Linked DNA regions of Sus scrofa: region 1 is linked to region 2. Evidence: chromatin contacts called from public Hi-C data. All regions are on one chromosome and are shown on one strand. The core of a region is the stretch at or near the end of the contact, and the rest is flanking DNA. Distances in the headings are between cores, read along the strand shown. Region 1 holds the start of TAC1 (protachykinin-1). Region 2 holds the start of SDHAF3 (succinate dehydrogenase assembly factor 3, mitochondrial).

Region 1 (5,659 bases), core at 50-2,549, 500 kb after region 2:
GGTAGAAAAGTGGCATGCTTATATTTTTAATTTTAAAGATACTTACACTTTCTATAGACATTCTGAAATATTTAGAGTTGAAATTATGTCTGAGCTTTGCTTTGAAATAATCATGGTGGGGAAATAGAAAGAGTTTGTAAGTGAAACCCGTAAATTTTTTAAGTGGATGAGCCTCTCTACTTTCCTAAATGTTTATAATTCTCCATTTAAAAAGTTATAAAAACAAAGAATAGAATACCTCATGTTGCAAGGCCAGGCCTAAAGAAATGAGATATGTAAATGTGAACTTGAAAAGTCAGGTTTATTTAAGTAAAAACAACAAATATTAGAGGGAAAAATATTTGTTTAAATAAACTGCAATAATTTTTTATCCACTATACTAGAACATCAGAATTAACTGGAAAACAGAATACTTACTAAGGAAAGAGGAGAAAACAACTCCACCCCAGACAGAATAGTCATTTAATTCAGTGAGAGAAGAAATAAACATGTCTTGGAGGCAAATCATGGGCTCTTAGCAATTAGCATCTTCCCTACACTAATTTTCCTATAAAGGAGAAACTTAGGAAGGAGCTGAAGAGTCCTTTAGTGATAACCCTGAAGGATCCGGTACATCTCTTGAGGATTTCTCAGCCTTCTGAGAGTAAGTGTAGCAGAGAAACAAAACGTTCTTTTCCAACCCTTGCTCCTGCATATGGCCAGGTAGCTGGGGGGCGGGGGGAGGAGGTATTCCACAAGGACGCTGCTATAAAAGTTCTACTATGTAATGCCACGTTTAAATTCTCCTGTCTCCAAAACGTAAAATAGATTTGTTTCCATCCCCTGAAATACTGTGAGACTGAGAAGTCCTTTAGTACTGCTGAAGAAACGCCACTATTCCAGCTGATTTGGGGAAAGGGTGTTCTGCTCATGGAAAGATGCTATATCTCAGAAAATCTTAAGACACTCTGCAGATGGAAATGGGGGTGGGGCGGGGAGAATGCCTCCCCCACCCCAGTCTGAAGTTCTTTCTTAGCCTGATTTCCAACGACAGTATCTTAATATCTAAAGTTTTTTGGCCATTCTTTAAAGTGCAACTTATCCTGACGTCTCAAGGTACGTAAAAGTTGCCAAAGTCCGAGGAATGAGTCACTTTGCTCAATTCTGATGAGTAATCTCAGGTGTCATGGAACCCCGTTCGGAAGAAAGATAGGGGAGGGGGCGTCAGATCTGCAGGCGGAAGAAGACGGAACGCTGGGGATTGTATGGCGAGATCTCGATTTTCCTAAAGTTGCGTCACTTCGAACCCAATTGGGTCCAGATGTTATGCGCACGGACGGATTACCGTCTCGGAAACTCTCAATCAGACGCAAGCGAAAGGAGAGGAGGCGGCTAATTAAATATTGAGAGAAAGTCGCGTGGGGAGCGTGTCACGTGGGTCTCGAGCCTCAAGGAGACTGGAATAAATAGCGCGCCGGCAGCCAGCAGGCAAAAGAGCGCGCTGCTGACCTCCTTCTCCGCAATTGCGGAGACGGATTGCAGAGCGCCGGGCGAGCGCTCAGACCAGCCGGAGGAACCCCGCGGACGGTTCAGCTGTGGTAGGTGCCTGCGCCCTACCGGGAGCGCTTTCTGCCACGCGCACTGCTCGGAGACCGGGTCTAGCGGGGCTGGTGGACCCGCTGGATCGGGGAACCGTGGGAAACAGCAGAGAGACTAGGGAAAGGCGGGTATCCTTGTCTTCCACCTACAGGCTTGAAGGTGTGGATTGGTGAGTTAGGGGCTGGAGGAATTGTGATCCAGGAAGAAGGGGATTTGAGAAGGTTGCGGGCTTGAGTCTCTTTCCTAAATGGTACAGTCAGGACTTTAGCCCTTAGGCGGTATATCTTGTTTCAGTCGGCTCTGAGCTCGGCTGTGGGGCTGAAATTTCTGTTGCTTCAACTCTAGGATAGCCACCCCATATAGATATTCTCCCCTTTCCCTTCTCCTCACTCTTTCCAGAAATCGAACATGAAAATCCTCGTGGCCTTGGCAGTCTTTTTTCTCGTCTCTACTCAACTGTTTGCAGAAGAAATCGGAGCCAACGATGATCTGAATTATTGGTCCGACTGGTCAGACAGCGACCAGATAAAGGTGAGACCCAGTCTTTGAGATGGCCCGCACCGTTCTTCCTAGGCTCAGGAGCTGTCACTTACCCCTCGAGATAGCACCCCAGTTACTGCAGTGGGCACCGGGACTACAACCAGAGGCAGTGGAGGCGCGGGAGGAGGGAGGCAAAGGAACCCCATCCTCTGGGTCCTAAATGAGATTTTGCACCCACGAAGCCGATTTCTTACGGAGGGCTGCATCACTGGGTCTCAGGAACTCTCCAGAGAAATAATTCCCTCCCTGATGATTCTGGGATCCTCACAAGAGTGAAAACACGGAATTTCATCCCGTAATAACGCAGATTTCGGGCACTCGGGTCCAGCTGCCAGGACAGGGCGTTAGGGAACGCTGGGCAAGTGGCGAGCTGCCGAAGGCTTGGAGGGGCGCCGTGAATGGGAAGCTAACTTCCTGCCTTGACTTTTATTTTATCGCCCTGAGGACATAGCTGCTAGTTTTCCTTTAGAAGGCTAACAGGCTGTTCGCGCAAGGGAGCGTGCCCCTCGGGGACAGGGCAAATCGCGCAGTGCAAATCCCTTTAAAGCGCTGTCACCATCCCTAACCTCCCATCCCGCCACCACCACCCCACTACTGTGCGTTTAGACCGTGAGAGGTCCCAAAGCTGGCGACAGAGAAAAGACAAAGTCTGGTGGCTGAGAGGTAGATGAGTGAGGCTCCCCGGGCTGGGCGGAAAGAGCAGAAGGTGCTGCTCCAGCTAACTCTCAAGGGCAGGGCCTGGGGGAGGGGGCGGCGCTGGACTTGGATTCCTCGGGGTGGGGTCGAGAGAAGGAGCCTCCAGGCGTGAGGAAGCCCGGCCTCCTCTCGCCTGGATGCTAGTTCCCCAGCCCAGACCTGGCCGAACCCCACCGCCGAGATTTGCCCAAGGCTGGAGCGCACCGCAAGGAGGACTCGGTTTCCCGGGCCTCTCATTGGTTGCCTACATGGCCGTTTGTCGGTACATCTGTCCTCCAGGAGGAGCTGCCGGAGCCCTTTGAGCATCTTCTTCAGAGAATCGCGCGGAGACCCAAGCCTCAGCAGTTCTTCGGATTAATGGGCAAACGGGATGCTGGTGAGATAGGCAACCATCCTCTCTCTCTTCCTGGGCAACTCGCCCTTCTCCGCCTAGCTCGCACTCGCACCCAGCCTACCTTGCTCTTTGGGTAAAGATTTCCACCCTAAAGAGGGTATATCTCTCAAGGCACGATTCTGACCCTCACCTCGCTAACTCATGCGTGCCCGCGGGGGAGGGAGAGATCCTTAGAACCACCAAGAACAAGAACTAATTTTAGCGAAGTACCCCCTTAACTAAGGATCCAAACTGTCAAAGAGAAAGGCTAGGGGCCTCCAAGGGGTAGTACTCGGAATGTTCTCAGTGCATGTGGAAACTGATTTGAGACCACTGAGGTTAGATTACAGTTAGCTACCCGGTGCCTCATGATAGAAATATTTAATTCCTTGAATTCATCACACCATCAATGGAACGGGTAAATAGTTAATGTCAATTGTCTCTTGTCAGATTCCTCAATTGAAAAACAAGTGGCCCTGTTAAAGGCTCTTTATGGTAAACATTTCTATAAATCTTTATTTTACTATTATGAATGCACATTTATGAAAATGCACGTGTATGAAAATGAAGTCTTCTTTGGGCTGAAATACAGATTCTTGACAATGCCTCTTGATTAAAGAGATGGATTTCCATCTCTCTCTCCTGAGCATCAAACTGTGGCCAGCCTTGAAGATATGTCTCTTATAAGAAGACAGAGAGGTGTTTCGGCCAGGCAGTTATTAACCGGCCTCAGGAGTCTCTCAGTCCTGGCTTTGAATCCATGGCCCATATAAGTGACTTCAAAATATTACTTTCGTTTGTTAAGATATTTTGTTTTTATTATTAATAATTTGACTAGTATTTACGGTTCTCCTATATTCCTCAGCATAGTCCTTGAATGGGAAATGTCATGTTATTTAAAAAATCAATTCCTTTTATAATTCTCTTTAAAAGAAATAATGTAGCACCTCTAAAATGAATCTATCGTGTTTGCTAATTTTATCTTTTTTTCAATAGGACATGGCCAGATCTCTCATAAAAGTAAGTTACATATCATTTTGTCATTTATCAAATGCAAATGTAATTAGATTCAATTCTACTTTATGTAATATTTTCTGTTGTAACTTAAGACTTGATATTTTCAATTAAGACAGTATAAGAATGGAGAAGACTCAAATTACATCCAGAACATGATTGTTTAAAGCTCTGTTGCTTAAACATGTCATACTTACCAAAATGATGTGTTATATTAAAAATCCTTAATTCTTAACTAAACTTTTGCTAAATTCCTGACCCACAGAAACCGAAAAAAATATTTTTTTCTTTTAATCTGCTAAAGAAAAAAGAGGGAGGGAAGAAAGAGGGAGGAAGGAAGGGAGGAAGAAAGGAAGGAAGGAAAGAAAAAAGGAATCCTTAAACTCCTATAATTTTTAGTTTTAGGTAAGAATTTCAACCCTAGGGGTAAAAATTCACCACATATGCCTCTTCCCTCATCCCCACCCACTACTTCCACTGCAGAAACAAAAATCCAAGCATTTATAGGCATCTCCTAGTTTACTTTAGTATGCTGGATATTATGACATCAATTATAGAGTAATCCAGCAGCCAATTAAAGTAATGGGATGAATATGTGCATAGAGAATCCATACTAAAGGTAAAGATAGAAATGTAGCTTTTTGATCCCATAATTGAATGGGAAACCTCAGTCTTTCAAAGCACAGTGAAACATTTCTTAGAGCAACAAAGATGGCAGAATCATGGCTTGACAGTCATTTGATCCGTTTCCCAGTTAAAGGAACCAGAGTTGACAGGAAGTCCCAGGGGCCCATCTCAATCTTGTTCACTTACCCCAGCTTGGATTTTGGTTCACTGGGGGCAGAATAGGCCACACTAAAACAGCAGTGTTCTCAACTAATATAGTATAAACCAGCAGACGTCCTCCCACCAGAGTTAAAATGATAATCCTTTCCAAGGGCTTCATCTTTGAAAGTAAATATATCTTATTCAGATTGAATTTCTAAGGACTTGACTTTCCAAGGAATTATACATAGCAAAATTCTATGTAAAGAAATAAATGTACTCTCTTAATGTAAAAACTGATATACCTTTTCCAAAAGAAGTATTTTAAAAATCCAATAAAATAGAAGTAGTCACCTTTAGAAGTTTATAATCATCAAGTATAGGATCTGATTTAACTAAGCTTCAGCTTCCTGAGAAATACAATATATTCCATAATGTGAGGAAACAAGCTTTGACATTTCTGTCACACAAATGTGAAATTGACCCCTTAAAAACCAAAGCTAGCAGCAACAATATTTAAAACATTATATATAAACAGATTATAATATGAATAAAGTGTCCTTGCTAATATTTAGGTATAGAATTGAGAAAGGTGCTTTCATTGTATTATTTGATTTAGTGTCATTTATAAGACTTATTAGGAATCTTTATTTTTTTCAGGTTCACCAAAACTTGAAATAGTTATATATTTAT
Region 2 (5,504 bases), core at 114-2,613:
TATAGAGAAAAATAAAGCTTGGGAAGTTCTGAGCATGATACTCTAATTTCAAATACCATTGTCAAGAAGGGTCTCATCAGAAGGAGACCTAAAGTGATGAGTGAAATAAAGGTGTTAGCCAAGATCGATGAGGCAGAACATTCCAAACAGTCGTAAGAGCAAATACCAAGGCCCTTAGGAGTGTAACTGCCCTGTTCAAAGATGAATTAGGGGCTTGAAGACCAGTGCGCTGAAGTTGACCAACTCGGGAGAGAGCAGTAGGAGAAAATTTAGAGAGCCAAGAAGTGGAGAGACTTTGGATTCTACTCTGATGAGAAGCCACTGAAGGATTTTATTGGTCAGAAGATTGACATGATTTTTTTTAAAGCTAGAAATATAGTAATAAAAAGCTATGTAAAAAGATGTGATCAGAGTTACAGGAACGAGCAAGGCAGCTGGACACCATCAGCAGCAGAGGCTGTTGAAAATCCTAGGCAGGAGTGACATGATTTGATTTACAGTTTAGGTAAATGATCAGAGTTGATTAGGGCAGAGCAGAAGACAAAAGCGACTACAGTATCTGGTAAGGAGAGACTCATGGTGGAGGGAGTAGTGAAAAATGGTCGAATTCTACATACACTGTGTTGGTGGAGCCATCAGGGTTTGCTGAAGGACCAAAGGTGTGATGGGAGAGGGAATGAGGCCAAACTGCTGCCACTTTGACTGGTCACACTCTCAGTAGTGCCTTTGTAAAAGGTAGAGATTTGTGAATGCCCTGATTCTACATTTGCATCTCAAAATACTTAATCAGAATTTCCAGGATGGTAGCCTTAGAAACAATACATTTAAAATGCTAATGATTCTTCTACAGCCATCTTGACCTGAGACAACTTGACCTGCTGCCTCAAGTCTCACTTGAGTTACCAGGGCTTCAGGGTACAAATTAGGACCACAACACCGAGCAAGGTACGTGGGTGGTGGGCTCGTGGACAAAGAGATGACTCCCATTTCTGTCCCTTTCGAAGAACGCAGGGACAACGTAAGATATCTTAAGTGGGTTAAGCTAACCATGGAAGGCTTCCTGAGGCCTTTATGAGGAGGGAATGGTGTAAGATGAATAGAAAAGATGACGGGGCGTGAGTGAAAGACAACAAGCGGCAGACGCCTGACCGCGGGTGGGCAGCCTCTCTGCCCTGACTCAGCACCTGAGCAATCGCAGCTCAGGCGCTCCACGAAAGCCACGCCTCTTCCAGAGAAGGGCCGGCCCATTTCCCCCCAGCAGCTGAAGTTCCGGTTTCCGGAAGGTCCTAATATTAGAAAGGACCAAATCGGATGAAGGTCGCGCGCCTTCTTCCGCCTACGTCACGATTTGCAAATATACCCGGCTGGTAAAGTGGGCGGGCACACATCATCAATCTGCGCAGGCGCGGTCTGTGGTCCACGCGCGGGATTATGCCGGCGCGGCACGTTTCACGAGTTCGGGCTCTGTATCGGCGTATTTTGCTGCTGCACCGGTCTCTGCCCCCAGACCTCAAAGCCCTTGGCGACCAGTATGTGAAGGACGAATTTAGGAGACATAAGACCGTTGGTTCTGAAGAGGCCCAGCGTTTCTTGCAGGAATGGGAGGCAAGTGACTGCTCCCTTTTTTCCGCCCCAGACCTTCGGGGTTCCTCAGAGGTGTCCCTGTTTGTCTCTGGGAGAGACGCCTGTCCTTGGCTGGTTTTCCCTGGGCCCCCTTAAGCTCGAACACGGCGGCAGGCTGTTCCGTTTAAATTAAACAGTGCAAAGTCGTTCAAACAGTACTTCGCAAAGTTACACCCCAAACTGGTCTCTTTTTCCCACAGGTTCTTAGCTGTAGCAGATCTTGCTATATCAGCGTCTCCAAGTCAGTTTAACTTTGCCAGGCACTGGAGGGGTTAAGAGAAGTTTATAAAATTAAGTCGCCGTCAAGTGCTTATAGAGTTTATCGTTTAACAGTTTTTTGTCTTCTCCAGCGCCTTGATAAATTTATGGTATTACTAGTTTTCAGTGTTTTAGAGGCTTGTTTCTATACATACTACTTTTAAAATCTTAGCGCTCTTTGTTGGGCTTTGATAACAAATCAGATAAGACTGGGGTGAGAGGATTACAAGCGGTGGGCGGAAAAGCTAGTCAGAGTTAAGTCAGGTGAAAGTTGGTTTCAAGTCACGTCATTTTTGTAATTGCTCTGCATTATTGCAGTAAATCTAGAGACACATGCATTGGGGATTAGCCCTTTGATTCCCCCTCCCCCTTTTTAGTGATGTCAGAAGATATTTATCGTATTTCATTCCGAATGTTTAGTGGGATTGGGAACCATTCAGGATTGACCATAGGTATGATGTACAAATAGAAGAAATGAATGGAATTGGCGAATAGGGCGACGTTTCAGGTATTTGAAAGCATGAAGCAGTGTTGATTTAAGAACCGAGGTAAGCAACTCTTCAGCCTAAAAAGTTGATGGTTAAAGAGAAGACTACTAAAGACGGTTTTTTGAAAAAAAGCTACAAAGAGTGAACACAGGGTGAACAAAGTGTGAACGTTAGGGTGAACACAAGTTTTTCACTGACTCACAGAATTTTGATGGTAGAATCATTGATGCTTGCAAGAGAGACATTTAGGACGGTGATGAAATTTAGAACTTGCCTGCAAAGCATGTGTATTGGATGTAATAATCCTGTCTAGAGCCAGGGAAGTTGAATTTTTTAAAATGCAGACTGCTTTCATTAAATATGGTTTAACTTGGTCTTGGAATCAGAAGAACTGGATTCAAATTCAGGTACCGACGTTATTAAATGTCAGATCATTTACCAGCCTTACTTTCTTATCCGTAAATTAGTAACAGTATTTACAGTATGTATCTCTAAATTCATGTATGCATATGTATTTAAATCACCTTGTAAGTTGCTAATTGCAATGAAACTGTATGATATTCACGTGTTAAGTGACATCTTTTAAGCCAGGTCAGTTTGTGGCAGGACAGGAAGGAGCTCCATATATGTTGGGAATAAATAAGGGCACTTTGATAGGTCTTAAAATATAAGATCTGGAAAGTTTTTTTCAGAAAAAAGTAGGATAAACTGATAATAAGCTAGAGGAAAGACAAAAGCAAACAGCTGGCTAAAAAAAAAAAAAAAGTGTTAACCCAGGAAACTTGAAATCAGTAATTCAGTTAAAAAACAAAAAACTCCCCACTCTACTGGTGCTGTGTGCAGTTTGATCTCTGGGATTCTTTGACACACTTCTACTAAAATTGCTTATAAACTTGATTTTGTTTTACTTTAAATGTCTCTGGGGAAGATAAAGGGGAAGGATCAGAATGTTAAGAGGACTCAGAATGGGGAGGAGGGTTCTCTATACCCTTCACCTGTGACCATGGAAAGCTGTGGCAAATGGAGGAAATTGAGCTGGGGAAATTTCATGGACCATTCGGGGAAAGGTAAGAGGAAAGTATCTTATTTTATCTTAAGAATTAAAAAACGTAAATGTATACTTAGAGAATAAGTAGTGAATTTATATAATTCCTTACCGTAAGAGAAAAAATACTAAGTTCAGGAAGAGATGTTGAGCCTCTGTTAAAATGTTTGAAACTGCTTGGTAAGATACTCATTGTAATCTTACTCCCAAGTGTTTTAGGAGGCGGTTACTGAAAGTGGAATTGGGGCTGGAGAGATCAGGGTATCTTGCTTATTATGGCATTTTTAAAGTTCGAACTATGCTCAGTTTTGAAGAATAGTAGATTTAGGTAGTGCTTCCCGTTTTTCTCTCGGTGCCTACCCAGTTTTGAAGAGAACACCTTCTTGAAACTTACTTTTAGGGAAATCAGAATAGGCATTGAAAACTAGATAGCTAGTAAAACATGTTCATGTTAGAATGTGAGACAAAAAAATAGATCTCTGGAGCCACATGTTTTAATTTCTCATTTTTAGACCCATTTATTTTATGTCTATTGCTTTCTTGCCTGGTTTCTATTGTTTTCCTGCTTTGCTCTGTGTCTCTTCCAGGATATTTATAGTAAAAGTTCTGTTTCTGGAAAAAGCAAAATGCTTAAGCATTCTTTAAATAGTTATTGATTACTTATTGCCAGGCAAAGTGCTGGGCATTGTTTGACATAAGAATGAGTAATAGGAGTTCCCTGGTGGCCTAGTGGGTTAAGGATTTAGCATCACTGCAGTAGCCAAAGTCACTGCTGTGGTGTGGGTTTGATCTTTGGCATGGAAATTTTTGTATGTCTTGGGTGCAGCCAAAAAAAAAAAAAAAAAAAAAAAAAAAGGAATGATATATTTTATGGTGCCCAAAGTTAAAGTATAACAGACAAGTGTAACCTAGTATGAAAGGGTATCAAATGCTGGGGGAGCAGGAAGGATTGGAGCAAGTTGAGGCCATTTAAAATGTCTGAGCTGAAGTTTGAGCAAGTCACAATTACCATGAAAAGAAAGACTCTCAAAAGACGAAGTAACATAGGCAGAGGTGTTGAGGTAAGAAACAGTATGATTTTTTCCAAGATCTGCAGTGATACGTTTAGAATTTAATGTATTGCATGGGATATTAGGAAGAGATAAAGCTAAAGAGGTGACAAGAAACAGGATATTCTGCTAAAGATTATAGGTATTTACTTTGACTCACTGAAAGATTTTAAGTAGTGGTGAAAGTAATTCAGATTATATTCTAGAAGATCACTTTGACAGCAATATAAAGGAATGGTCGAAGAAGGAGCCAGATTGAAGGTAGGGAGAACTGTGAGGAGAGTCGCGGTAATCCCAGATATATATTGCCCGAACTGAGATAGAGGTGTTGAGGATGGAGAGGAGGGGTTTTTGTGTTACCCTTTTAAGGTAGGATTAGGCTTGACTTGGTGATCGATAATAGGGTTAGTTAAGGGGGAGGAAATAGAATGGATAACTCAAGTTTTGGAATGTGATTTAAATAACCAGAATAAGTAGGAGGAGCAGGTGGAATAGGTTCAGTATGGTACATTTTTGAGTTAAAAATTCTGGTGGGACAGTCAAGTGGAGGTACTCTGAGATATATATTCCTTTACACTCAGGAGACAGATTATGGCTGGAGATAGATTTGAAATTCATTATTTGTAGTTGGTAGTCCAAAGGTGTGAGTGAAAGTCCCCAGGCTGAGTATAATATGGAAAAGTGGTCAAAGACCACTAACATTTAGGAGTAAGAGAATGAAGGCAGTAGTATAGAGCTGTTATTTTCTTCTTCTGTATTCAGTTGTTCCTAGCTGCTTCTGCAAAGGAACATACTTTTTTTTTTTTTCCTGATTATGTTTAGTTCTTTCCATTTGTAGGATAGTCTAGATGTCATAATATAATATTTGCCTTTTAAAAAGTTTTGTATTTGTTTTAGCGAGGAGGAAGTGCCTCAGATTTCATGTAACCATCCATTTGTAACTCACATGGACTGTCTTTTTCTTATTTATGACTTCGAAGTGGATCATCAAATTAAAAAAAATGTATGATTAAGTTTCATATCACCTGTATTTAGAATTTC

Evidence for each region. Hi-C and Micro-C count contacts between places; a contact is called where the count stands out from the background.
Region 1: a contact with region 2 is called in a Hi-C map of epiblast stem cells, with 1.9 times the contacts expected there. The contact joins the promoter of TAC1 here to the promoter of SDHAF3 in region 2. A contact is called at or near these places in 1 of 5 promoter capture datasets (liver) and 1 of 47 Hi-C or Micro-C datasets (epiblast stem cells).

The regions. Positions count from the first base shown.
Region 1 is chr9:77,196,104-77,201,762 of Sscrofa11.1, forward strand. TAC1 (protachykinin-1) reads left to right here and starts at 1,300. Exons shown (of 6, transcript XM_005667633.3): 1 at 1,300-1,577; 2 at 1,978-2,109; 3 at 3,094-3,190; 4 at 3,638-3,682; 5 at 4,184-4,207. The coding sequence starts at 1,987.
Region 2 is chr9:76,698,149-76,703,652 of Sscrofa11.1, forward strand. It overlaps SDHAF3 (succinate dehydrogenase assembly factor 3, mitochondrial), which reads left to right and starts at 1,364. Exons shown (of 2, transcript XM_021063386.1): 1 at 1,364-1,605. The coding sequence starts at 1,432.